Linked DNA regions of Mus musculus: all the other regions are linked to region 3. The links are chromatin contacts, called in public promoter capture Hi-C maps. All regions are on one chromosome and are shown on one strand. The core of a region is the stretch at or near the end of the contact, and the rest is flanking DNA. Distances in the headings are between cores, read along the strand shown. Region 1 has its middle 5.3 kb from the start of Gm35665. Region 2 overlaps Garre1 (granule associated Rac and RHOG effector 1). Region 3 holds the start of Kctd15 (potassium channel tetramerisation domain containing 15).

Region 1 (4,493 bases), core at 788-3,287, 490 kb after region 3:
GAGGAAGTGACAAAGAGTTGGATTCTGTCCCTGTCCCAGGCTCCCAGCTCGAGTGAACATAGCCTCCTTCTAATCTGACCTGGGGCCACACCAGAAGGAGCAGGATGGTACAGGGATGCTCAGCCTTAGCACAGTGGGTGGTTGCTTTCTGGGAGCCCATGTCCACCCAGCATCCCTCACTGGACAGCAGTGGTACCTGGAGGGAGTCTGGTTATGACTCTAATGCTGACTAAGCAGGTGGGCCACAACCTGGAACTCTGCATTTCCCATAAATTCCCTCATGGGGTGAGGCAGAACTTCCAAATGATCCACACTCCCCAGTATGGTAGAGTTCTTTGAGAACCTTTAATTCCCCTCTGGATGCATGTAAGATCACCCTCCTCAGAGTTTTGTGTTTGTTAACTAAAGCTTCCGGGAATGGGACCAGTGACGGGTATAGCTGCCTAGTGGGTAAGGGGTCTGGGGGTGTGCATAACTCCTCTTTGCTTCTATGAAGCTACCCCTGCCTTCACGGTATTAAGGGCAGGTACTATGTTTGCAACCCTGTGCAGCCAGAGAACCGTAAGAAAAGGACGTGTCCCGTGGTCCTTGTTTGGGGACAAGGGCCTCTTCTGGCTGCCTGTGATGACCCAGTCCAGGTTCAGAATGTGTACAAGGCTTGTTGGCTTGGGCCCCAAAGAGCACTGCCCAGTCCAGACCCTCAGGGTCCACTTAGGACATAATTGTTCCGTTTTCATGCACCACTTCTGCCTGACCAGGAAATCCTGAAGCGAGGCTGCCCAGCCCTGAGTCAACACTTGTCAGGAAGAAGGAGGGGGACAGACACGCAGCCTATAGGACGGACCCAGTCCAGCCACACCAGACCCAAAGGTGCTGCGAGGCCAGTAAGACCTCCTTACATCCAGACATCCATATGCGTGTGCACAGACCCTTGCCGGACATGCTGGGTACATGCAGAGTCCCTTATACACACGCACACAAGCACACTGGTGTGTGAGCATGTCTGTATGCTTGTGTAGCAACACCCAGGGACTCATACTGCACAGGCACATGCATACAACATAAAGAGGCACATGCATACAGAAACAGGCACAAGCATACAGAAAAGCATTCATGCATACATGATGGCTTCTTCCAGCAGCCATCATAAAACCCCGCCTGGCACGGGCCATGCTCACCCGCACAGAAGCTCTCACACAGCTCAGCTTGCTCGCCCCAGGGACCGTCACAACATTCACTGGCCTTCTATGCAGATACCAACCACCCGGTACTCAAGAACCTAGTTCTCTGCCCACTAAGGGAGTCTGTCTCTTAAAGCTCGTCATCTTGCTCTCTGCCTTTGTGGTCAAGAGCTATCTGGAATGCCCAGGTGCCACGAAAAAAGTGGGGCCCACAGAGAGAGGTGCAGCATCTGACATGCCTCGGAGAGGGGGCTGCAGGGGATGCTGGCTTTGCTGTGGGAGGGGCCCTTATTTCAAGGTTTGTTCTAGGACCAGACACAGTTGCTTGTACCCTGTTAGTCTTCTGGCCAGTGTGATGGTGTATGGGAATTTTGCTTGGCACACAGTAGGCCTCTGATTACAGAGTGGTATGATAAACGAGCAAAGTCCTAGCAGAAGCGGGCTCTGTCCCTTGGGCTAGCTTCAGGGCCCCAGGAGGTCTGTTCTCCCCTGCTGCCTTCCTTGTCTTCTGGCATATGTCCACCCTGTGAGAGCAGGACCCAGGTGAGCCAGTCTGCCCGGAGCTCCTGTGTCTGGGGGTGGCAGGCAGGCAGCCCCAGGACGTGCCCACACACAGCTCCCCCGCGGCCTCACGCCAAGCCCACGCCAGAAGCAGGCCAAGAGTCGCAGTCTCAGGGCCTGCCCACCACCCACGTCCTGCCCAACCTAACACGCCTGCTCCTCTGTCTGAGGGGAAAACCTGGCAGGATCCAGACTCTTGGCCACATACCAGCCACTGGGAAGGACAGGCCTCTCACCCTGCCAGTCCTCCGGAGGCTGCCACTCACAGGTAGTCTTGGGACCTTTGCAAAGGTCAATCAGATCACATTCCAGGCCCAGCCCACAGAGGCTCTCCAGAGCCTTAGCTGGGTGCTAAGCTCTTCACATCCTGTAGGCCTGGCTACCCAGGCCCTTGCTGAAGGATTCTGGGCAAGAATTCTGCCACTGGTATCTCCAGACTTCTTCCAGCTTGCTAAGTTGTCCAGGCTAATAGGACTTAAAATTTGTCTCAGGCCTCAGGTGGCTGGAAATAACAGACTTTCAACAGCAGGCTCAGCTTGTCTTCAGGCTTTGGTTTATATGTCACCACATGGAAAAAGCCCTCCCCAAATGTCTCATGGGCACCACCAGGTCACATTGAGTTACCCATCCCTCTTGATTTCTGAAATGGCTGGGTTGTCAGCCTCATGCACATGGCTGGCTGTTCACCTCTCTTCCACACAGGGTTGTCAGTCCCATGAGGTCAAGGGTCACGTCTGTCCCAAGGCTTGATCTGAAAAGGGAATCTCTGACAGAGTGTTGACATCCTGTCAAGGCTTTTGTTTTTACTTTTCTGTTGTCTTGTATTTCAGTGCTGGAGACCTCACTCAAACCCAGGGCCTTGACCATGAGAGGTTAGCACCGTATGTAGCACATAGCCATATCCTCAGCTCTCTATGACATTTGTTGAATAAATGAATGAATGAATAAATGAATGTGTGAAAGACCGGTTGACCAAGAGGGGACAAAGCTTAGCCTAAGTATAAAATAGAAGAGGCGGCCATGCCAGGGTGTGCAGACCTCCATGGAGGTTGATGGAGACCCAACTCTTGACATCCGGGCAGGCTCTGATGAGTGGGTCCTGGCTAAAATGAGGATAGGACCCCTATCCTTCTCTCCTACCAGGGTTATGTGTCTCTCTGGCTGCTCCTTGTCCTACCTAGTGAAAACTTTCTTGTAGTCGCTCTCCTGAACTCATAGAGACCTTGCCTTCTGCCAGCTCCTGCCTCCACACCTATGTCTTGGATATAAGTTTCCCCATCTAAAATGTCTCCTCTGTTTACCTGGCCAGTCCTTCCCTACCAGGGTGCATAGTCAGAGCCCTCCTTCTCTTTGCTCCAAAGCCCCTCCCTACCATACCCAGCCGGAAGCTGCATCTACCTCCTGTCAGCTTGCCCAGGCTGAAGGCAGGGCTGTACTGAGGAGCCCATCGGGAACTGGGGTGGGGGAGGTTAAGGAGGTGGGGTACAGCTTCCATTTACTTCCTGGGCTTCTCTCATGGTCCCTACAGCCTTAGGCAGGTGTCAGAAGGAGGTGGGGAGGCCCCTGCCTACAGATCTGTGAAGTAGATAGGAAGAAAAGAGATCAGTCAGGCCTAAGGAAGCTCAAAGATGCAGACTGTTAACTTCAAACCCAGGAGCTAAGGGCCTCATCGCTGGTTGGTCATTCAATAGTGAGTTGGCTGGTTCATTAGCATGTCAATGTCTTTCACTTGTGGCATGTGTGCTGTGTCTGGGTCCCTCTCTGTGCAGCATCCTCTGGGTCCTTACAGGATAATGGGCAAGCCTGGTCTCCAACAAAGCTGGGGGAAATTTTACTTGGTTCTCATCCTGGACCAGGGATCATCTAGTCAAAGCTTCAGTCAAACTCTGCCACTTTACTTGGAAAACAATAATCAAGGGGCTGACTAGATGGCTTAGTGGTTAAGATCCCTGGTTAGGATGATCCAGGTTTGCTCTCCAGCGTCCACATGGCAGCTCACAAGCATCAGTAAGTCCAGGTCCAGGGCATCTGGTGCCCTCCTCATGCTTCTGGCCGTGCCATACATGCATGCGATGCAGACACGCATGGAGTAGAACAATCACACGCACGAAATAAAATAGAATCGTTTTTAAAGAAAAAAAATCAGAAGGATATTTTTACCGATACATGAAAACGGTAGAAGCTCACACCTCACTGTCTACATTGCACGATACTGCTGGTTGATGGGTGCCAGGGAGCCTGGCATTTCTTAACGACATCCCCAGTCCTCTTTGTATTTCTTATTTTGAGACAGGCACTCCCTAAGTTGCCCAGGCTCTGTAGTCCAGCCAGGGGTTGGACTAGTTGTTGGTGATCTTTGGCCTGATCCTGAGCAGCCAGGCCCAGCTTAGTGTCCTTGGTGGAGACAAACAGCATGTCCTTTGAGAGTATGACAAGGAGTGTATAGGTGGGGTGTTGCTGAGTGGCAGGCAGTGTTCTACCCTTCCTTCACACCAGTACATAAGAAGCACTTAGTCCATGCCAGGCAGAAGTTGGCCTCATACCCAAGGCTTGATTTTAAGAGTTACACATCCAAGGACATGGGGAACATTTAATTAGAAGGACACTGACTAGGGTCAGGGAACCTGACCTGGGACTTTCACTAGTTCCCCCAAAGTAATGATACACAAGCTTAGTTTTGAAATAGGCATAGTGGGGCTAGAGAGATGTCTCCGGAGTGAAGGGCAGTGATCCTCCTGCAGAGGGCCTGCA
Region 2 (4,234 bases), core at 1,076-3,575, 380 kb before region 3:
CTTTTTTTTTGTCTTGAATTAAAATCCAATCAACCAAGAGCTAACACACATTCAAACTTAATTCAAATTAACTTGTTTGTTTGTTTTTGAGACAGGGTCTCTCTTTGTGTCCCTAACTATGGAGGAACTCTCTGTAGACCAGGCTAACTTCACTATCAGAGAGATCTGCCAGCCTCTGCCTCCTGAGTGCTGGGATTAAAGGCATTCGCCACCACCAACTGACCAACTCAAATTAATCACTGTCTGAATTCTGCTTCCCAAAAGGTCATTTTGCTTAGTTCTTTTTTTTTTTTTTAAGATTCATTTATTTATTATATGTAAGTACACTCTAGCTGTCCTCAGACAATCCAGAAGAAGTAATCAGATCTTGTTATGATGGATGGTTGTGAGCCACCATGTGGTTGCTAGGATTTGAACTCTGAACCTTCGGAAGAGCAGTCGGGTACTCTTCCCCACTGAGCCATCTCACCAGCCCCCCATTTTGCTTAGTTCTTATCTCTCTTAATTCTTTTTTAATCTAGAATAGTACCTTTACCTATTTTCATGCAACTGTCTTGAACAAATCAGGTCAACTAACTACCGAATATTCCACCTCCTGTCAGATTAGTTTCTTGTGGTACTGTGTAACTCAGTACATTATACCCCATATTTCTATAGACTCAAAGTTCATTTCAGAAGCTTGATCAAATTATTTCAGGGTTTTTTTTCCTGGTCTTTGTTTTTTGTTTTTCATTTTTTTATCTATTTATTTCATGTATGAGTACCCTTTAGCTGTTTCCAGGCACACCAGAAGAGGACATCAGATCCCATTACAGATGGTTGTGAGCCACCATGTGATTGCTGGGAATTAAACTCAGGACCTCTGGAAGAACAGTCAGCACTCTTAACCACTGAGCCATCTCTCCAGCCCTGTATGTTTTTTTTTTTTTTTAACAAGAGTAAGATACTGTATGTACAAGTACAAGACTGTATGCTGTGGAGATTACAAGTGTAACTCAGCAGTAAAACACACCTGCTCTTGGGTTTCATTCCAACACTGAAAGGAAGGAAAAAAGGATGGAAGGAAGGGAGGGATGGAGGAAGGGAAGAAGGGAGGGAAGGAGGGAAAAAAGGATGGCAGAGAGAGGGGAAGGAAGGAAAAAGAAAGGAAAGGAAATTAAGTGGAGACATAATTTTCATACTGTGTAGCTTTCATAATGGGAGACATCATCTGCCTTGATTCTGGTGACAGTGACCACTGAGACTGATCACTGGGATTTGAGTACAGAAGACCTAATTCCTCCTTTATGTAATTCCTCAGCGACCTTTCACTAAATGGCTTCATTCTTTATTACCACCACTGTTTGAGTAACTGAATTCCTCATGGTCAACAAAATGTCTTTTCTAACCTGTATTGTCATTTCCAGACTAAAGAGTGCTAAGATGCTTTTTAAAGAAGTTTCATTACCCAACCAGGCTATAGAACATACCAGAAAAGCAAAAATCTGCTTAATTCCTTACTTTTCTCTTTTTATTTATTATCGTTACTGGTGTTTTGTTGGTTTTTGAAGATTTATTTTTATGTGCATTAGTGTTCTGCCTGCTGTCTGTGTGAGGGTGCTGACTGTATAGAACTACAGTTACCAACAGTTGTGAGATGCCATCTGGGTGCTGGGAATTGAACCTTGGTCCTCTAGAAGAGCAGCCAGTACTCTTAATTGATGAGCCATCTCTCCAGCCCCTGTTTTGTTTTGAGACAGGCCTTGGTTTGGGCTGGGACTTGCTATGCAGGTCAGGCTGAACTAGAACTGACTGAGATCCTCCTGCCTCTGCTTCCTTAGTGTTGAAATTAAGGGTGTGAGCCACCAGGACTGGCCACTTTTCAACTTTTTAATTAGTTATCTCCAGAGTTGATTTGGATTAACTGCAGAAACTAGGAAAATAAAAAGGGCCCATTGTGGAAGTGGGAAATGGAGCAATAGAGAGACAACAGCAGGGTACAAGGGATCTGAAGGGAGAAAGGGGGAGGGGCTTTAGTTAGGGATGGAAGAGGGAGAAGATAAATACAGAAAAGGAGCAGCATAATAGAACACCTGAAAAAGTCCTAAGGAATCATACTATTAACTATCTAAACGTATCTATAATATATGTAAGTGGTGTATATAAAATACACACACACAGAATTTAAATTAAATGTTCCAATTTTCCTAAGCTTTCAACGGCAAGAAATTAAACCAATGTCCTACCTAGCTATGACGCCTATGAACTGAAATGACCAGAATGGCACAGTAACCCTAATGGTGCCACAGTGGCAAGCACACCTTGACAGTAACCAATAGTTCTCTAATTAAACTTAAGGCCCAGTCAACAAAAGGGAATCATGCCCGGTACTGGAAACTTAGCCAACTACCTGGGGATAAAGAAGTCATGTATCTTGGAGGAGAACTTTCAACTACCATTTAACTAACCCAGCATAACCTCTAACTATGTTCTAAATATTGGTCCTTATTCCCACAGGTTAAGTGTAGTTCTCATTCCGCATCAACAAACCTTTTCTTTGTCACAGAAGGAGACCATTACAGAGAAACACAGTCAATTGAAATGCAGCTGTGGAGCCGGTCCAAACTGATAACACAGCTCCTGCACCTGAAGCTCAGGGATCATTGCAGACAGTGAGGCAGAGAGCCAAAGGACAGGAATATTGCTAAAGCTGTGTCACAGCAAATGTCACAAGTTACACCACAAAGTCTTACCAACATGGCTACCTAAACAAGACATGAACAAGGACACCACCAACAGATATGCTAATATGATGGCGGCTGAGGGCACCCAAGGCCTCAACAGCAGACAAGTATGTTATCCAATACCAAATGATCACATGATCAGCCCTAAAAACATACATACAAGTAACATCATACAAACTGAACAAGTTGTATGTATATTTAGGGGGAAAATATATGCATGTATACACGTAACAACTTAAGAAAAACAGGCCACAAATTTTAAAGAGAACCAAGAGGATGTGTGTACAGTGTACACGAGAGGGTTTAGGAGAAAAGAGGAATGTAAGATGATTAAAAATCTCAAAAACAAGCTACACTTATTTATTTATTTTTTTTTAAGATTTATTTTATTTATGAGTACACTGTGTGCCATCACATCCCACCCCATATAAGTCATATAAGAATGTTTTGTTTTGCCGGGCGTGGTGGCACAGGCCTTTAATAACAGCACTCGGGAGGCAGAGGCAGGCGGATTTCTGAGTTCGAGGCCAGCCTGGTCTACAAAGTGAGTTCCAGGACAGCCAGGGCTACACAGAGAAACCCTGTCTCAAAAAACAAAAAAAAAGGTTTTTGTTTTGTTTTGTTTTGTTTGAGACAGGGTTTCTCTGTATAGCCTTGCTGTTCTGGGACTTGCTTTATAGACCAGGCTGGCCTCAAATTCAGAAATACTTGCTTCTGTCTCTCAAGTGCTGGGATTAAAGGTATGTACCGTCACTGCCAGAACTTCCTTTTCTCATTAACAGTAACCATCTGGATTTTCATATGGCATATATAGTTAGGAAATAGTTCAGTATAATTTGCTACAAAAGATCTACTAGTTAATACTAGGCATGGTGGCACACACTTTTAATCTCAGCACTCAGCGGGCAGAGGCAAGCAGACCTGTGAATTTGAGGCCAGTCTTGTCTACCTAGTTCTACATCAACCAAGGTTGCTTAGAGAAACCTTACCTCCAAAAATTAAAAAATAAAAGACCTCCTAGACAAAACAAAGACATACAATGGAGTTTTACCTTTAGAGGGGTAAAAGTCTCAATCCCATAAGGTTAATGAAAATCACATTTTAAAATAATTTCTAATATTTTCCACTACTACTGCTGTACAGTATTTTTGGCACATATCTGATAAATGGTTACATACCTAAACTAAGGCCCTGAAGAGTAAGTCAGTACAGAAGTTTCTTCAGATACACTCATGGGCAATTGTAGGAGTCCAAGGACCCTGTCAGTGTGTAAAACTACAAGGCAAGCTTCAGGCAGGTAAAAATTTGATTCCATGTCTGCTTGTGGGACTTGAGAATCCAGTAAAAAAAAATGCACAGCCCCCTCAAAGCCTATGAATTCTGAGAGCCCGCAGCTATGCTGGGTTTCTGGACTGTCTTCATACATGGCACCTGCCCAGGGACCTGGCGCTCAAGACATTGAGGACCCAAAGTGAAACCAGAACCCTGCAGCTGTCAGCTGGGTGATGAGG
Region 3 (4,499 bases), core at 86-2,585:
CTGTTATCTTAACCATAAAAGGTAAACAGAAGGCGCCTCTCCAGTTCCCTTCAGCTCTTACGCCCAGGGCGCTTGCCCGAGGCAGCAGTGCCAGGGGCCTGCAGGACTGTCCAGGGGTGGAACGGGAGGGACGCAGCGGGCCACCTGGTGCGCGCCAGCGGGGCCGCAAAGCCAGCCGGCCGGTGTGAACTTCGGGGCTACAGGATCCGCTGGGCCGAACCTCCGGCCCCGCGGGCGGGGTGGCCAAGGTACCCGAAGGGCCCAGCGAAGAAGGGGTGGGAGTGCGGTGGGGGGCGGAGACAAAGTTAAATCAAGAGGCAGACACTTCAAGACCACAGATGGGAAGCTCGCCTAATTAAGGACGTAAAAGCGCTTTTGTTCTCAAAGTTTATTGTTGCCGGGATTTAAAAAAAATTAATTGAAACTAATGCTGTTATTCACTCGCGCAGTTAAATTCCTTCATGCACATTTGAGACACGGAGTGAAAACTTGAAGGTTTATCTTTCTACAGTCGGGGGCTTCTCGAGGGAGGGTAGAGAGGTGCTACTGTGACGCGAGAGTGGGAGAATGAGGGTGTTCGCATCCAGATGAGGGGGTGCGTGTGGGCAGTGGAAATCTAGAGACCGCGGTCCGGTCTTGGGGCGGCGCGTTCCCCGCCCCACATCCTTCCTGAGCTTGGAACCACCACCAGTGCGTCTAGCATGAGACTCGTAGGGTGGGCGTCAGAGAACGCACATCTGTCCCGTTAGAGACTTTTTTCTTTTCTATAAATTGGGCGCCAACCCGGTCCTGTGAGCCCCGAAAGCCCAGCTGCATGGAGCCGGTTTCAGACTCAGGAAAGTCATCAGCTCTGCAGGGCACTCGAGCCCATACTGGAACCAGAGTGCGGAGGACCTGGACGCATATTCCGCACAGCAGGATGATCAGAGCCCGGCCGAGTGGGGAGGGTCCACCCGCGGCTAGGACCAGCCCACGTGGGCACCCCCCCGCCCCGTGCGCGCCAGGCCTTTGTGCTGGGCGCCCCCACGCCGCCAGCCCCTGCGCTCAGCAGAGGGACAAAGCAGCCGCCCCCCCGCCCCCAGCCTAGGTCCCGGCCCGGGGCCGAGTGACTTTCTCGGAATTGCAGCCACTTTGGGAACCAGGGGTGTGCGGCACTGAGCGGTGGCCGCCCGTGCTGGGCTTACCTCGGAGCCGGAGCAGTGGATCGGGCACCGGCGCAGCCCCCGCCCCCCGCAGCCGCCGGTGTCGGGCGCCCGGCGCAGCCCCGTCGCCTAGCGCTCGATGCGCGCGGGTCGCTCCGGTCTCGTCCTGGAGTTACTTTCTCTCTCGCCCCCAACCCTCCCCCCACCCACCCCTCCCGCCCCGGCCCCCGCTCCGCGCGGCCCCTCGCGGCGCGCCGCGCCGGGGCCTCCCCTCCCCGCCCTCCCCTCGCCTCCTCCCTCTTCGCCGCGGCCGCCGCCGCCTCCTTTTCGCGCAGCTCTCCGGCTGCCCTCCCGCCGCTCCCACCTCTTCTCCTCCCTCTCTCTCCAGCGGCCTCCCCCGATGGCTGGAGGGGAGAAAATAGCCCCCCAAAACCAGCCGGTAGCCTGTGCGCCTCGCCGCGGCCCAGCCCGGATTGCAAAGGGCAGCGATCCGGTTCCAAATTACCCCGGCGCGGCGAGCGCGAGCGGGCGCGCGCGGGCGACTCCTGGCTCGGGGCTCGGCTGCGCCTCGGGGCAGAGGATTAGAGTCGCAATTAGCTCCGCGCGCCCGCGCCTGCCGCGCTCCGCGACAAAAAAAAAATGCACCGTTCCCCACCGCCACCACTTCCTTCCCACCTCGCGATCCCCACCCGTGGGTCCCGGAGCCCCGTGCCTGGGTGCCAGGGGGCTGGACCAGTACCCTTCCGGGAGCGCTGCGCCCGAGCCCCGCGCCCTCTGCGCCCCAGCCCCCCGCCGTCCGGCCACGCGGCGCCCGGGCCTCCTCCGGGCTCGAGGAGGGGGCGGGGGAGAGGCTGATTTTAATCATTGTCATTTCATCTGATGTAATATTTCCCCGGGCGCTTTCAGCTGGGCATAAATTTTCGACTCCCAAATAAGTAACACAGGGCACGTTTCTCACATTTCTCGACTCCTCGGTTACAAAGAGGAGAGAAGCAGCCGCCGCCGCGGCGCCCCGGGGCTGAGGGCGGGACTTGGTGTGGGGAGGGGAGAGAAACTGGGCTGCCAGGCGGCTTACCTCCCTCTCTCCCTCCCTCTCTCCCCGGGTCTCGGCCCCGGCTGCCCCTCTCCCGGGGAGCAGCGCCGGCCGTGACGTCTGCGGACACGCGGTGGCCACCGCGGGGGAGGGGAGCGCGGGGCACCCGGCCCGTCGCCTGCGGCCACTCGCGCCATTTCCTGGACGAGCGCGGCGCGATGGAGACGGCGGCGGCCAAAGGTCCCTGCGGCGCGGAGGCCTGCACCCAGAATGCCCCTAGCTGCTCCCCCGCTGCCCCTTCCTCCTCCTCCTCCTTCCCTTGCGCCCCGCCCGTCCCTCCTCCTCGACCATTTCTCGGCTCCTAGGAAACGGATCGCGGCCGGTGCGCTTTGCCCAGACTGCGCCCCCGCCTGGTTCCCGGGACTCCCGGGCCAAAGGCAGGCTTTCGGCTAGGAAGGCGGGTGCGCTTCGGCCGGGAGCAGCGGCGCGGGCCCCCCTTTACAGACTCCGGCCGGGCCTGGGCGCCCTCTACTGGCCAAACTCCTGGGGGTGCTCTCGAGGCCAGACGGGAACACTGGAGAAAGATAATGGGGGTGGGGGCTTGGGGAGAGGACCCAGTCTCCCCTTATTCAGGGGACCTCTAGTGCGGAGAGAGCATCCGTCCGCGCGTCTGTAACTTCACGCGGGAATAAGAAACTTTCCTCCTGAGGGAGTTATTTATTTATTTATTTATTATCTCAAACTACTGGAGAAGGGGGAAATTTTCTCATTAAAGTTACATCCCCGCAGTTAGTTCAATTACTTGATATATGCAGAAGATGTTGTAAATTTATAGATTTAAATAGCTTACAAAGATGCCGCAGGCCCCATCAGTTAATTTCCTTAATTTATGGATTTTAAGCTGCTCCTAGAACAGAAAGGGGCCCGCGAAGTAGGTCAGGGATCTGTGCTGTGGGGGCCCATGGTCGCCCACGTTTGCTTCCCAGGCTCTGAAACCACCCTGGACTAGCTCCCAGCTTTGCTTAAACAGTGCTACTCTTCTGGTGAGCATGCAGGTGAGGGAGGTCCTGTTCGGCTGGATGGTCTGCTCAGTTCTTTGCTGGCTTCCCCAGGCTTTGGACAGCTCAAGGTAGTAGAACTTAGAAACAGTAAACCCCCCCAGTGTTGAAAAAGCTGACCCTTAGAATGAGGTGAAAAGCACTTTGCAAGAATGGTGACCTCAGTAGAGCAAGCTGCTATGTGAATGCCCTCAGCTTCAGAGAGAAAACCTTTCCTAGGCTTTGAAACAGGGAGAGCCAGGAGAGTATGCTAGGCTCACTTGAGGAGTGACGCTCTGAAAACTGCTTGTCACCGCCCGACGGGCCTCAGTACCCCCTCTCTTCTTGTCACCTGCATGGCTGTGGGTGAGTCTTTGTTTTGTGTTCAATACGGGTGAATACATACATATAAATTCATACTTAAAAGATTGGAATAAACTCAACTGTTTTAGGAAGCCACATGGCAATGTGATTAGGACTGGTATTCATGATTTAACATTTCTTTTCCCTCTAGATGAAGTTTCTAAGATTCACAAGGCACATGTCAAGGACGGGTGTATAAATGGATTTTTATTTATTCACAACTCCACGACTAATTGCTTCCCCTTGCCTCAAGGCCACGAGATTGGTTTTAATATGACACTTCAAAAGTATTCATAGAACTCCAGAGATAGCAAGTGTCATTGTTTAAGAGACAAATCTCACCGTGATACTGCTGACCCTGAAAAATAGCAGGTTTCACTTTATTTTAAATTCCCACATGTTTCTTTTTTTTTTTTAAGTTCCACTTGATACCAACTATATTAAAAATGCACAATTTAATCAGAACAAGGGCTGACCATTTTGAAGGACCTTTATTTCCTTGATGCTCCCGGTCTTTGTCTCCACCGTCTATCGTCTCTCATCGAATGGCTGAGCTCTGTGTGCGTCACGAAGGGTAAGCTTCGGTCTGAGTTTTGTCTCAGGTGTTTTAAAAGTTCCTGGCTAAGGCTGGAGAGATGGCTCACTAGTTGTGGCCATATGCTCCTCCTGCAGGAATTCAGTTCTCAGCACCCACACAGCAGCTTACAACTGCCTGTAACTCCAGCTCCAGAGGACCCAACATTCTCTTCTGGCCTCCGAGGGCATCTGCACCCCCCCCCCCCGCCCCCATGCATATCCAAGAATAAAATAAAGCTTTTTTTCTTTTTTAAGTTTCTAGCTAAATGTCAACTACCTCTTACACCAAGAGAAATTGGCATAGCCCACAATAGGTGTTTAGTGGTCTGTCGTATCCAATGCAGCAGG

What was found. Promoter capture Hi-C pulls out the DNA fragments that hold promoters and counts their contacts.
Region 1: a contact with region 3 is called in a promoter capture Hi-C map of liver, with 2.0 times the contacts expected there. The contact joins the enhancer-like site here to the promoter of Kctd15 in region 3. A contact is called at or near these places in 2 of 39 promoter capture datasets (liver and pre-B cells), 6 of 115 datasets of contacts at active chromatin or transcription factors (craniofacial prominence, embryonic forebrain, embryonic hindbrain and 3 more) and 1 of 9 other capture datasets (adipose tissue).
Region 2: a contact with region 3 is called in a promoter capture Hi-C map of liver, with 1.6 times the contacts expected there. The contact joins the enhancer-like site here to the promoter of Kctd15 in region 3. A contact is called at or near these places in 11 of 39 promoter capture datasets (the 3T3-L1 cell line, 3T3-L1-derived adipocytes, HPC-7-derived erythroid cells and 6 more), 1 of 15 datasets of contacts at CTCF or cohesin (the NIH/3T3 cell line), 4 of 484 Hi-C or Micro-C datasets (Th1 cells, cardiomyocytes, cortical neurons and 1 more) and 2 of 115 datasets of contacts at active chromatin or transcription factors (the 230-238 cell line and stem cell-derived neural progenitor cells).

What each region holds. Positions count from the first base shown.
Region 1 is chr7:35,144,549-35,149,041 of GRCm38.p6, forward strand. No RefSeq gene overlaps it. Among named protein-coding and RNA genes, the nearest start is that of Gm35665, 5.3 kb to the left of the region's middle. Within about 2 kb of position 2,038, at least 31 of the 459 cell types and tissues checked have an H3K27ac peak or open chromatin away from gene starts, as enhancers often do. A contact at or near this core is called in liver, where this site is marked.
Region 2 is chr7:34,273,641-34,277,874 of GRCm38.p6, forward strand. All of the region lies in intron 2 of Garre1 (granule associated Rac and RHOG effector 1), which reads right to left. Among named protein-coding and RNA genes, the nearest start is that of Garre1, 38 kb to the right of the region's middle. Within about 2 kb of position 2,326, at least 2 of the 459 cell types and tissues checked have an H3K27ac peak or open chromatin away from gene starts, as enhancers often do. A contact at or near this core is called in liver, where this site is marked.
Region 3 is chr7:34,653,063-34,657,561 of GRCm38.p6, forward strand. It overlaps Kctd15 (potassium channel tetramerisation domain containing 15), which reads right to left and starts at 1,336. Exons shown (of 7, transcript NM_001360820.1): 1 at 1,185-1,336.